Linked DNA regions of Mus musculus: region 2 is linked to region 1. The links are chromatin contacts, called in public promoter capture Hi-C maps. All regions are on one chromosome and are shown on one strand. The core of a region is the stretch at or near the end of the contact, and the rest is flanking DNA. Distances in the headings are between cores, read along the strand shown. Region 1 has its middle 7.7 kb from the start of Gm46015. Region 2 holds the start of Coq8b (coenzyme Q8B).

Region 1 (5,853 bases), core at 1,568-4,067:
AAACACCAGGTGTTGCATGTTCATAGCCCCAGCACTCAGAATGGGGAAGCAAGAGATTCAGAAGTTCAGGGTCCCCCTCAGTTAGTCATAATGTGAGTTTGAAACCAATCTGGGCTTCATGAGACCCTGTCAGACAAAAGAAACAGAGAAGCATAAAGACATGAGCACTGGGAAGAGGAGCCAGGGATCTCCAGGTTCACTGACAAGACATCCTGGGTTAATTGCTGAGCCCTGGGTCAGTGAAAGACCCTGCCTTTAAAATAATTAATAATAATAATGATGATGATGATGAATATATATAGTACATGTTTGTGTGCATATATGTGTGTATATGTATGTATTTATATATTTGTGTGTATGTATATATATGTATATATATATGTGTGTGTGTGTATATATATATATATATATATATATGTATATATATATAAAACTAAAAAAGAGGTGTCAACTGAGAAACAGCACCTAAAATTGACCACTGACCTCTCCATGCACCTACCTGCACACACACACATACACACACACACACACACACACACACACACACACACACGCACACACACGCACATGCATGCGCACACTCCAAAAGTGAAGTCTAATTATTAAATGTCTTCCCTAACATTTCTGGCAAACTCTGTAATGAAGAAATATAATGATACCATTATACAAACTCTCATGGGATGAGGAGGTCAAAATACTCTGTTTTTCTTTGATACATTTCAAATTGGTTGCCTAGAGAAACTTAGACAATGATCTGTTTCTCCTGGCCTCTGCTAGACTATGAAGGATTGAGTCAGGACTGTTGGTTTCCAAGTCCCCAGAACCCCCAGAGTGTGGCCTGAGCATGGAAATGGCTCCCAAGCCTGAGGTGGGGCTTTGTAGGTCTTTGATACCAGGCACCTCTGGAGGCATCTGCTACATCCTTGACTTCTGGATCTTCTCCAGACATTCATTATTCTGGAAGCCCAGGCATGCTGATTTTTTTTAAAGAGAGAAGCAGATGGGATTTACTTTCTCTTTGGAGATGTGGGTGTTAGGAAAACAATGACTCCCAGAAAGGAACTCTCAGGAGCCTGTAACCTTCTCCCTACTCTGTGAGGGTGATGTTTCCTTCTGGAAGGGCAGTACGCACAAGCCCAGGCTGGTTCAGGCAAAGAAAGTTAAACATTTATAACTGCAAGAGCTGCCTGACTGAAAGTGCGGTGTGGCTGAGACAGCCAGTAGCCTGGGAGGGAGTATGCCGAGAAAAGAAATCCTTTTCACGCGGTCTTTTGAAATTAGTAACAAACCTGTTTACACAAGTTAGTACAGTTAGAGGAATGGAATGTCCGTGAAAAGTTAAAATGGAGAAAATAATGATAGCCACTCTTGGGTGGTGGTAAGACTTGGGGTTCACCCCAGGCACAAAACAAGCACCCTGAACTTTAGTTGCCACACATTGACTAACCGAACCAGAATTTGCCAAAATGCAATACAGGCATTAATCCTAGGACTCCTGTAATTCTCAGGGAGAGGTATTGATGCATTGCCTAGACTTGCTGGGTGAGATCACTGGGAAAAGACTCCTGCCCATGGCCACCCACAAGGCCAGCGTGGGGTTTGAACACAGCACGAGAGCAAGAAGGGAAGAAGGGGAAAGATTGTGGTGTCCATCTCTGACTCCCTTCCACCCGCTCTTCCTTCTCAGAGTTTTTTGGTCCCTCTAGGTCTTCCACCTCGCCTGGTTTAGCCCTCTAACCACAATGCAATCGGAAAGCAGTAGCTCAATAGCTGGAGCATGCTCTGGTAGACACCGTGTGCATGCAATGGAGTGAGCCTGCAAGAAGCAAGTCAGCTCATGAGGAAGAGTGTGGCATAGCTGGGCAGAGGGTCCCAGAAGGAGGCAAATAAAGAGAAAGTCAGAGTAGGACCCTATCCTAGAAAGCCAGACACTGGGAAAATAATCTACTGTCCTCCAGTCCCAAGTTCCTCGATACAAGACAGAAAGGATAGTACCCAATTTAAAGAATCTAATGGGGAAGAGCCAGAAAGATAATTCCCAGCACCTACATGGTGTAACTTCGGTTCCAGGGCATATGATGCCCTCTTCTGTCCTCTGTGGATACGTCCCATGTGATGCACAGACATACATGCAGGCAAAACGCTCATGCACATAAAAATAAATCTAAAAAAAAAACTTTAAAAAGGAATGAATGGAAAATAGTTGCAGATATGAGCTGTATTTACAGAGGAGGAAAACTGGGAGTCGAACAGCCTAGTCAAAGCCACACAAAAAGACGGTGGCTGTGGCAGAGCAAACTGAATTCAGGGAACTCCCTTTGTCAAAAATTTCCTTTAAAGAAACAAACAAACAAACAAACAAAGTCCCACCCCCATTCCCCATCATCCCCAAAACCTTGTCGATCCTTCCTGGTGCCCCCTCTGAGCATCACCACTGTTGTTTTGTTGTTTTGTTTGTGGTTTTGTGAGGGTTTGCCATTGGTTGAGTTTGTTATGGGATATTATTTGGGGGTTTAAGAGACAGAATCTCACTTTGTAGCTCACATTGGTCTGAAACGTGCAATCCTCCTTTGCCAGCTTCCCAAGGACAGGGGATCGCTGATGTGAGCCACCAAGGCCCAGAAACCAGATGCTGAGACTTGTCAGGCCTGGGTGCCTGGGTGAGACAGATGGGACTGGTCTCTCCTCCCTGGTCTAGGCAGAGAAACCAGAGCTCTACAAATAACCCAGCCCATTTGGCTAGGAGGAGAGGGGCTTCAGGAGAGGCCCGGAAGCCAGGTCAGGAGGGACTGGACCCACTGGGCTCAGAGGGCAGATCAAGGAGAGGGCAGCACAGAAGGAAACAGACTTCCTTTGACTCGGGCATCTGAAATTCAATTCTCAACCCAGAAAAAAAGATGCAGAACTGATTTTAAAAGGAAAGGCCTGGAAACCATCAGAGCTCAGCTATGTCTCTGGGGGCAACAGAGGGAGACATATGTCAAAGTCATTTTGTGAAACACCTCCCAGAAGTCAAAACAAGTGAGGCAGAACCACCCTCGTGGATAAAGACAAATGCAAAAACTAAGTAAGCCTCCAGTTGCAAAAGATTTAGGTGTGGGAGCTGGGGAGACACCTCACACTGTAAAACCCTTGCCTTGCAAGATTAAGGTCAGGGGTCAAAACCACAGAACCCACACAGAGCTGTGAAGTGCACCCCTAATCTGGCACTAGGACAAGACAGGGGGAGACAGAAAGGACATCTGGAAACAGACAAGACAATAATGACAGAGACCCAGGCTTCAATGCTGTGAAAGACAAGGAGCAATATCAGAGCTTGATCCTACACACATTTCACCATGACAGGCATATCACACGCACGCACGCACACGTAGCACACAAGAATAGGTTCCAAATGTGTGCCAAGCTATTGAGCCTGCAAAGGAAGATTTCTGTAAATGTTGTAGCCCAGGCTGTCCTGTGTAGGCATAATGTTTTTGTGAACTCTGTAAAGGTTATCTTTGTGTTATTCAAATGTTGACTTCTCTGCCCTCATATCTTGTTTCAAGGCAGACATGACATTGTAATGTTTAGGTCAAGAATCTCCTGTCTCAAGTTTGTGTAAACATTCTTACAACTTTTTTAAAAAGTATGAAATTTAAATAAGAAAATAAAGAGACTTAAGAGAGACAAATATATTTTTTCCATATTAAAAGACAGGAAACACTATAAAAGAGGGCATTTTGACCCCCCATTTGTTTTGACTGTCAGCATACAGATAATATGTTCAGTAATAACTATAATTCTATATATCCTTTTTAAGAAAGATCAACCTAGGGGGCTGGCGAGATGGCTCAGCAGGTAAAAGCACTGATTGCTCTTCTAGAGGTCCTGAGTTCAAATCCCAGCAACCACATGGTGGCTCACAACCACCCGTAATGAGATCTGACGCCCTCTTCTGGTGTATCTGAAGTCAGCTACAGTGTACTTCTGTATAATAATAAATAAATCTTTGGGCTTGAGTGAATGGGGCTGACCAGAGCAAGCAGAGATCCTAAAAACTCAATTCCCAACAACCACATGAAGGCTCACAACCATTTGTATAGCTACAGTGTACTCACATACATAAAATAAAAAAATAAGTCTTAAAAAAAAAAAAAAGAAAGAAAGAAAGAAAGAGGCCGGGCGTGATGGCGCACGCCTTTAGTCCCAGCACTTGGGAGGCAGAGGCAGGCGGATTTCTGAGTTCGAGGCCAGCCTGGTCTACAGAGTGAGTTCCAGGACAGCCAGGGCTACACAGAGAAACCTTATCTCGAAAAAACCAAAAAAAAAAAAAAAAAAGAAAGAAAGAAAGAAAGAAAGAAAAGAAAAGAAAGCGTTCAGACTTGGGCTTGGGTTCCGGCGACATGGCTGAACGCACCAAGAAGGTCGGCATCGTCGGCAAGTACGGGACCCGCTATGGTGCCTCCCTCCGGAAAATGGTGAAGAAAATTGAAATCAGCCAGCACGCCAAGTACACTTGCTCCTTCTGTGGCAAGACCAAGATGAAGAGACGAGCCGTCGGCATCTGGCACTGTGGTTCCTGCATAAAAACAGTGGCCGGCGGGGCCTGGACCTACAACACCACCTCTGCAATCACAGTGAAGTCTGCCGTCAGAAGACTGAAGGAACTGAAAGATCAGCAGAAGCCCTGCTGTCTGAGACTTGCCTAGCCTGCAATAAACGGGTTATTTACGTAAAAAAAAATAGAAAGAAAGAGAGAAAGAGAGAGAGAGGGAGAGAGAGAGAGAGAGAGAGAGAGAGACCAACATAAAACAGGCTTAGAGAAAAGAGACTGAGAATTACATACTAGATCAGAGACCATGAAGCAAGGTCAGAGGATTTTTTAGTCCTTTCTTTGCTTCCCAGATACCTAGACCATCACCCCAGGATTTTTCTCTTCTTTTTTTAAAAATTTACTTTATTTACTTTGTGTGTGTGTGTGTGTGTGTGTGTGTGTGTGTGTGTGTGTGTGTGTGTACCATGTGCTATAAGGGTAGAAGAGGATATTGACTCCATTGGAACTGAAATTAAAAGGTCCAGGGTGGGGAGGCGGGGGCTTTGATCAAGATGCTAAATAAATCAATAGGAATAAAAGACCATTGTGAGCAGCCATGTAAGTACTGGAACTCGAACTTGGTTCCTCTGCAAGAGCAGCAAGTGCTCTTCACCAGTGAGCCACCTCCCCAGCCTCCCTGGCTCTTTTCTTTCCTTTTCCCTTGCAGTATTTATAAGAAATACAACCCAAGGATTTTTGTCGGTGGTTAGGCAAGCGCTCTATCACTGACAGACACTTTCAGCCTCACATATAAAGATCTTAATTAAAAGCCAGACACATCGGCTTACACCTTTAATGGCAGCATTTGGGAGTCAGAGGCAGGCACAAGATCTCTGTGAGGTTGAGGTCAGTCTGGTCTACGTAGAAAATGTAAGGCCAGCCAGGGCTCTACAGTGAGAGACCCTGTCTCAATCAATCAATCAATGCATATATATATATATATGTATATATATATGAGAAACCTTTATAGATAATTCTAGAACTACACACAATTTCATTCAACCAGAACAGTTTATGCATGCCAGTGAGCTAATTATGAGTTCTTGCTGTCATCCTGGGAATGAGCTCAGGTTCTTGAACGTGCTGGGCAACACACCCAAGCATATAAAATCAATAAAATGAATAAGAACTACATGATACTCCATCATCTGCCTGTGTCCCTTGATGGGCATTTTGGGCTGTTAAAAACAGAAACCAAAAAAAGCAGGAAAAAATGTGCCTGCAGCACCTGACACTGGTTATCTAGGGTTGGCTTGCTTCCTGGAAGGTCACATGAC
Region 2 (5,853 bases), core at 2,365-4,864, 1.4 Mb before region 1:
CTATGTGGTTTAGGTTAGCCGTGAACTTGTAACCCTGCTGAAGCTTTCCTAATAGCTGGGGCTACTATCGGAGATGACTCACACTTAACCTTCCTTTCTTCTGACACGCTTAGGTAGCCCAGGCTAGCCTTAAACACACTGTGTTACCTCAACTCCTGATTCTCCTATCTGTACCTCTCAAGTGCTGAGATTTTAGGCGTATGTCACCATACCCACCCTTAATTTCCTATTCATTATACATGTGTATTTAACTTGTGGTTCTGGGAGCAGAACCCAGGGCCTCATGAATGCTGGCTGTGCTCTGTCTTCTCAGCCTCTCTCTCCATGACCAGGACACACATCCCCATGTCTTCCTCTCAATGAAGTCTGCTATAACTGACCAGGCCTCCTCTTTATTCCCTCCTTTAATTTTCTCTTCTGCTTCCACTCTCCTCTTATATACTTTTTGGAGACAAGCTCTCATGTATAGCCCTGGCTGGCTTAAAACTGGCTATGTAGACCAGGTTGGCCTAGAACTCACAGAGATCTGCCTGCTTCTGCCCAAGTGCTGGGATCAAAGGCCTGTGCCACCATTCCAGACCTTGACTCTTTCACTGTCACCATCTCTAGCATGCAGCTGGCATTTGCCAAGTATGCAGTGTGCTCCTGTATGACTGCCAGTGTGTCTCACGTGTTCGTTATGGTCTGACCTCCCCTCTCCAGCATAGCTGCAGCCATTCTGTCCCATTCTTGCCAGCTATTTCATAGTGTTGCTGTAACATGCCTGCCAGTCATTGACACAGACTTGGCTCTGAGCAAGGATGTGCTGACCACACACCCTGTTTTGTTCTGTGTGAGGTTTGCTAATTTTAAGAAATTCCACAAAGTTTTACATAAGACCCATCAAATCAAAGGTCAACATGAACTGTCATGTGTAAAATATAGTCAGAGCTGACCACTGGGCTGTACTTCCTGCACTTGCATATGAACTCATTTTGGTTTTGTTTTTTGGTTTTTTTTCCCTTTATAAGCTGACAGAAAAAAAAATCTGTTGCCATAGTTCAGATATTATGATAGGGCAGTTTACTTAACTTCTCTGAGCCTCAGTTTCCCTTTCTGCAAGATGTGAGCTTTCCTGTCAAACAGGTTTCACAGGGGGGGGGGGGTGAGAACGAAACGCATTAACACTGTTGGTTCAGGAGTGGCCACACCAACCACCAACTGTATGAACACTGATCCAAACACTTGGAAGGAGGAGTCGGGATTGGGGCTTTGAGGCCAGGCCAGGTTACAGGAGATATCATCACAAAAAGCATGTTTGTGCTGGGGAGTGTTAGGAGTGTGCAGTGGTGCAGGCCTTTAATCCCAGCACTCGGGAGACAGAGGCAGGCAGATCTCTGAGTTCCAGGCCGGCCTAGCTGCAGACCAGCTAGGGCTGCATGGTAAGACTCTGCTTCAAAAACAAACAAATCATATGTGTATAAACACGTATGAGCCGGGCATGGTGCGCGCATGCCTTTGATCCCAGCACTCCGGGAGGCAGAGGGAGGCGGATTTCTGAGTTCAAGGCCAGCCTGGTCTACAAAGTGAGTTCCACGACAGCCAAGACTATACAGAGAAACCCTGTCTCGAAAAAAAAAAATTATTTATTTTTTATTTGTATTTTATTTATTTTTAATCCCAGCACAAAGTGAGTTCCAGGACAGCCAGGACTATACTGAGAAACCCTGTCTAGAAAAACAAAACAAAACAAACAAGCAAAAACACGTATGTATCCATATTCAACATTTATATTTTGGGGAGTGGGGGTGGGTGTTCGAGACACGGTTTCTCCGTGTAGCCCTGGCTGTCCTGGAACTCACTTTGTAGACCAGGCTGGCCTCGAACTCAGAAATCTGCCTGCCTCTGCCTCCCAAGTGCTGGGATTAAAGGCGTGTGCCACCACTGCCCATTATATTTTCTTATATGCTATTTTCTTTCTTTCCTCTCTCTCTTTTTCCTTCTTCCCTAGACAAGGTCTGTGATGCCAGGCTGGTCTTGAATTTGTGAGTGCAAGCAGTCCTACAGTAGTAACCGAGCAGGCAGCTGAGCCTCCAGCCATGCACTCCCAGGCTTGGCTTTTCAATCTCTCGGTGTTAGCTTCTCAAGAACAGGGATTACAATGGCCCTTTCCCTCTTTCTCTCTCCCTTCTTTACCTTTCTCTCCTTTAAACAGGGTCTCATGTAGTACAGGCGGCCTCAAACTCTCTATGTTGCCAGGAATGACCTTGAACCCTTGATCATCCTGTTCCCTCCTACCTACATCCCAACTGCTGAAATTCCAGGTGGGTGTCCTGGCCACCTCCTTTCCTTTTTGGAGGGTTGGTTGCAACACATTACTTTTTGTTTCATACATGTCTGAACAATCTTGCTGCGGAACCTAAAGTCCTGCCACCTCACCTCTCAGCCCCCACTCCTCCATCAATAGAAGAAATAAACACAGGCCTAGCCTACAAGACCTTGCTCACATCAGGTTCTCAATAAACAGTAAGGTCTACGTTCTGTTTTTCCTTGTCTCTCTCTCCCTCCTAACCCTGTCTTTGATTCACCCTTTCCCTTGCTTCACCTGTAAATGTTCTCTCTGATCGAGGTCACACCTACCCCCAAAGCTGGCCAAGCGACTGATGCGGGAGGCAGGCACCTTGCGTTCACGAGAGCGATCACTCAGCTGAGAAAGAGGAGAGGTGTGAGGTAGGGAAGGTGGACAAGATGGCAGAAAAGCCCTGCAGACTTGCTGCCACTTTCCTCAGACTATCATGGGGGAGGGGGAAGAGGAAGCAATGATACCTGGGGCCGGGGTGCCTTCCTGAGCCGGGCCTCCCGTGCCCTGCGAATGTCATCTTCACTGAGGCCTCTTCCAGGCTGGTCTTGATGAACACTTTGGGCCAAGCAACTCCTACATGGCCCCTGCAGAGAAGTGGATTTTAAAAGAATGAAGGTCTAATCCTTTTTAGACCCATCTACATCATTTTACCTACTCCCCACCCCCCTTCCCTCAACCTCTTTTCCTTGGAGGCCCCCTCCTCAGCCTCTTACCCACCAGTGGGGCCTAGGTCCTAGGGCCCCCCCACAGGGCAGACGAACAGCCCTGCCCAGCGGTCCACAGGTCCTGCGCAGCATGGCACCTAGCTCCAGCCACATTGCCTAAGAAATAATAAGGATTACAGTACTGGGCCTCCTGCTTTGCGCTCTTGTTGGAAAAGCCCCCCTAACCCCCATATCTTTTCCCCTTTTATTTCCAGGTTTCTTCTAGTTACCCCCCCCCCCCCAGCCCGCCCACGTTGCTAAGAACTCAAGTTTTCCATAAGCGCCTCCCCAATCCCCACAAAACTCCTCGCTGTTGCTAAGGTTCTCTCCCGTTGCTAGACGTCCACAGAGCCGCCAGGACAACTCTCTACTTCTCAGCGCCCCTTTCGTTGCTAGGCATCGCCTTACCCTGGGCTGTTAAGCATTCACAATTCCTGTGCTGCCCCCTGCCTAGACACCCCGTTACGACCCCGTTACGGGGCACCTCCCCCGTTGCTAAGCACCCAGTCCACCAGGTTTAGGCTCCAGGTCTAGCACCCGCTGGGCCTCTTAAGCTTCCGGGAACGTCCGCACACCCGCCCCCTTTGATCAGCTAGCCAATGGTAGCACAGCAGCTCGCCGACGTTTGCAAAAACTCACCCCGCTGAGGAGGCGTGGCAAGGGGTGGAACCTAGGCTAAGGCTCTGTGGGTCTTCTGTGTTAGTCGGTGCGCACGTGAGCTCATTGTACTGACCAATGGTCCTTCTTGACAGAATTCTTCTACCCTCCTTTGTCCCTCTCTGTCCCTCTTTGTCTCTGTCTCTCTGTCTCTCTCTCTGTCTCTCTCTTCTTGCGTCCACTTCCCACCTGCTGAAATTGCAGGTCTGAACCATTATATCCACTTACATTTCCGCCTGCCAAGCTCAAAATCTATCCTATGTATTTGGACATCCTCCCCCAACCCCTGCCACCACGGATGCACGAATCCAGGGCCTTGTGCATTCCAGGGACGATTCTTGACCACTGAGCCACAACCCTAGAAATCTTTTTTTTTTTAAGATTTATTTATTTATTATATGTAAGTACAGTGTAGCTGTCTTCAGACACCCCAGAAAAGGGCATCAGATCCCATTACAGATGGTTGCGAGCCACCATGTGGATGCTGGGAATTGAACTCAGGACCTCTGGAAGAGCAGTCAGTGCTCTTACCCGCTGAGCCATCTCGCCAGCCCCAACCCCAGAAATCTTTAAACACATATTCTTCCAAGCAAACATTTCCCTTGCACATGGAGCCTCTCCACTTTGTACCAACACCCACGTCCTGGCACCCAGCCTCCTTCCTGGCACATATAAATCCACTGCCTTGCTTAGGAACTCTTCTCTGCCTTCACCATGACTCCCCTTGGCGGCATACTGTGCCGGTGTTCCCTCCTGCAGTCTACTCTCCACTCTGCCTACTTAGGAGATGGCCCTCAGTGGGAACCCTGCTTCCTTAAGGCCTGACATTTCCCAGAACACACTCAGTCAAGATTCCCAGCGCTGAGTCAGGAGCCTTGGCATGAGAGAAAATTGACTCACTCCTCTTGCTGTCTGGAATAGAAACAGCTGGTGGCTGGGACATCTTTCCCACAATTGAAGAGATGTGTTCCTCACGGCACCCTACTGTCGCTGTCTAGCCCCACCCCCTTTGTTGGGAAAGTCTGTCCCTTTACTGTGTGACCTCAGAAGAGCCCTCCTCCTTCTCTGGACCTCATGTTCTCTAACTTGTATGATGTCTGAGGTGGGTTCCCGTATCTGACTTCTTATTAGCCTATGAAGAGATGACTCATCCTGAAACCTTGGGCCTGTGCCCAATGTCCCTCCAATGGGTGACTCAATTTCAAGATTGAAAGCACCTCCAGTCCTCTTCCAAAGGTGAGGGTCTGACTCAGGAGCTGCAGGCTGCTTGCCATAAGGGACAGGCTGAAAAATCACCTCAGTGGATAATCCCACAGGGCCACTGCTCACAGTGGCCTCGCACCACAAACTCCATGTATCTGAGTTCATTGCAGATGACATAAACAAGGGCAAGGAAAGGGTAGAACTTGAACTCAAAGCTCTCCCTGGTACACTGGGATCATGAAGGCAGCCATGGTGGTGCATGTCTATAATCCCTGCATTTGGAAGAAAGAGGCGGGGAAAGCAAGAATTTAAGGCTATCCTTGGTTTTGAGGCTAGACTGGGCTACTTGAGACCCTACCTCAAAATAAATAAGAGGAAAGCATGGAGCTGCAGGTATATGTCAGTGATACAGCATGTGTGAGCCTCGGCATTAGAAAACAAGAGGTATCAGGTGGTGATGGCACAGGCCTTTAATCCCAGCACTCAGGAGACAGAGGCAGGAGGATCTCTGTGAGTTCCAGGACAGCCAAGAATACAGGGAAAGTCTATCACACACACACACACACACACACACACACACACACACACACACACACACACACACACAAACCCCCAAGGTGCTGGAGTTGGGGCTCAGCAGTTAAGAATGCTTGCTTTTCTTCCAAAGGATCCGAGTTCAGTTCCTAGTGTCCAGGTAGCTTCAATTACCTGTAAGCTCAACTCCAGATCTGATGCCCCCTGCTGGTCGCCAAAGGCACCTGAATGCACCTGCACAGGCACACATGTACACATAAGTAATTAAAGAACCAACCAACCTTGAGGTAATGATCTAGTGTCAGAGCCTAGAACATAAGTCCTCTAGACATGAAATCATCTTCATTTATTTATTTAAAAATCTAAGACCCTGCCAGGCATGGTGGCGCACGCCTTTAATCCCAGCACTCGGGA

Evidence for each region. Promoter capture Hi-C pulls out the DNA fragments that hold promoters and counts their contacts.
Region 2: a promoter capture Hi-C map of cranial neural crest shows a contact between it and region 1. The contact joins the promoter of Coq8b here to the enhancer-like site in region 1. A contact is called at or near these places in 2 of 39 promoter capture datasets (cranial neural crest and liver) and 4 of 115 datasets of contacts at active chromatin or transcription factors (astrocytes, epiblast stem cells, pancreatic cancer cells and 1 more).

Annotation. Positions count from the first base shown.
Region 1 is chr7:25,827,410-25,833,262 of GRCm38.p6, reverse strand. It overlaps the pseudogene Gm4613. Among named protein-coding and RNA genes, the nearest start is that of Gm46015, 7.7 kb to the left of the region's middle. Within about 2 kb of position 2,817, at least 22 of the 459 cell types and tissues checked have an H3K27ac peak or open chromatin away from gene starts, as enhancers often do.
Region 2 is chr7:27,230,774-27,236,626 of GRCm38.p6, reverse strand. It overlaps Coq8b (coenzyme Q8B), which reads right to left and starts at 3,614. Exons shown (of 15, transcript NM_133770.2): 1 at 3,454-3,614; 2 at 3,055-3,162; 3 at 2,806-2,925; 4 at 2,620-2,686. The coding sequence starts at 3,159.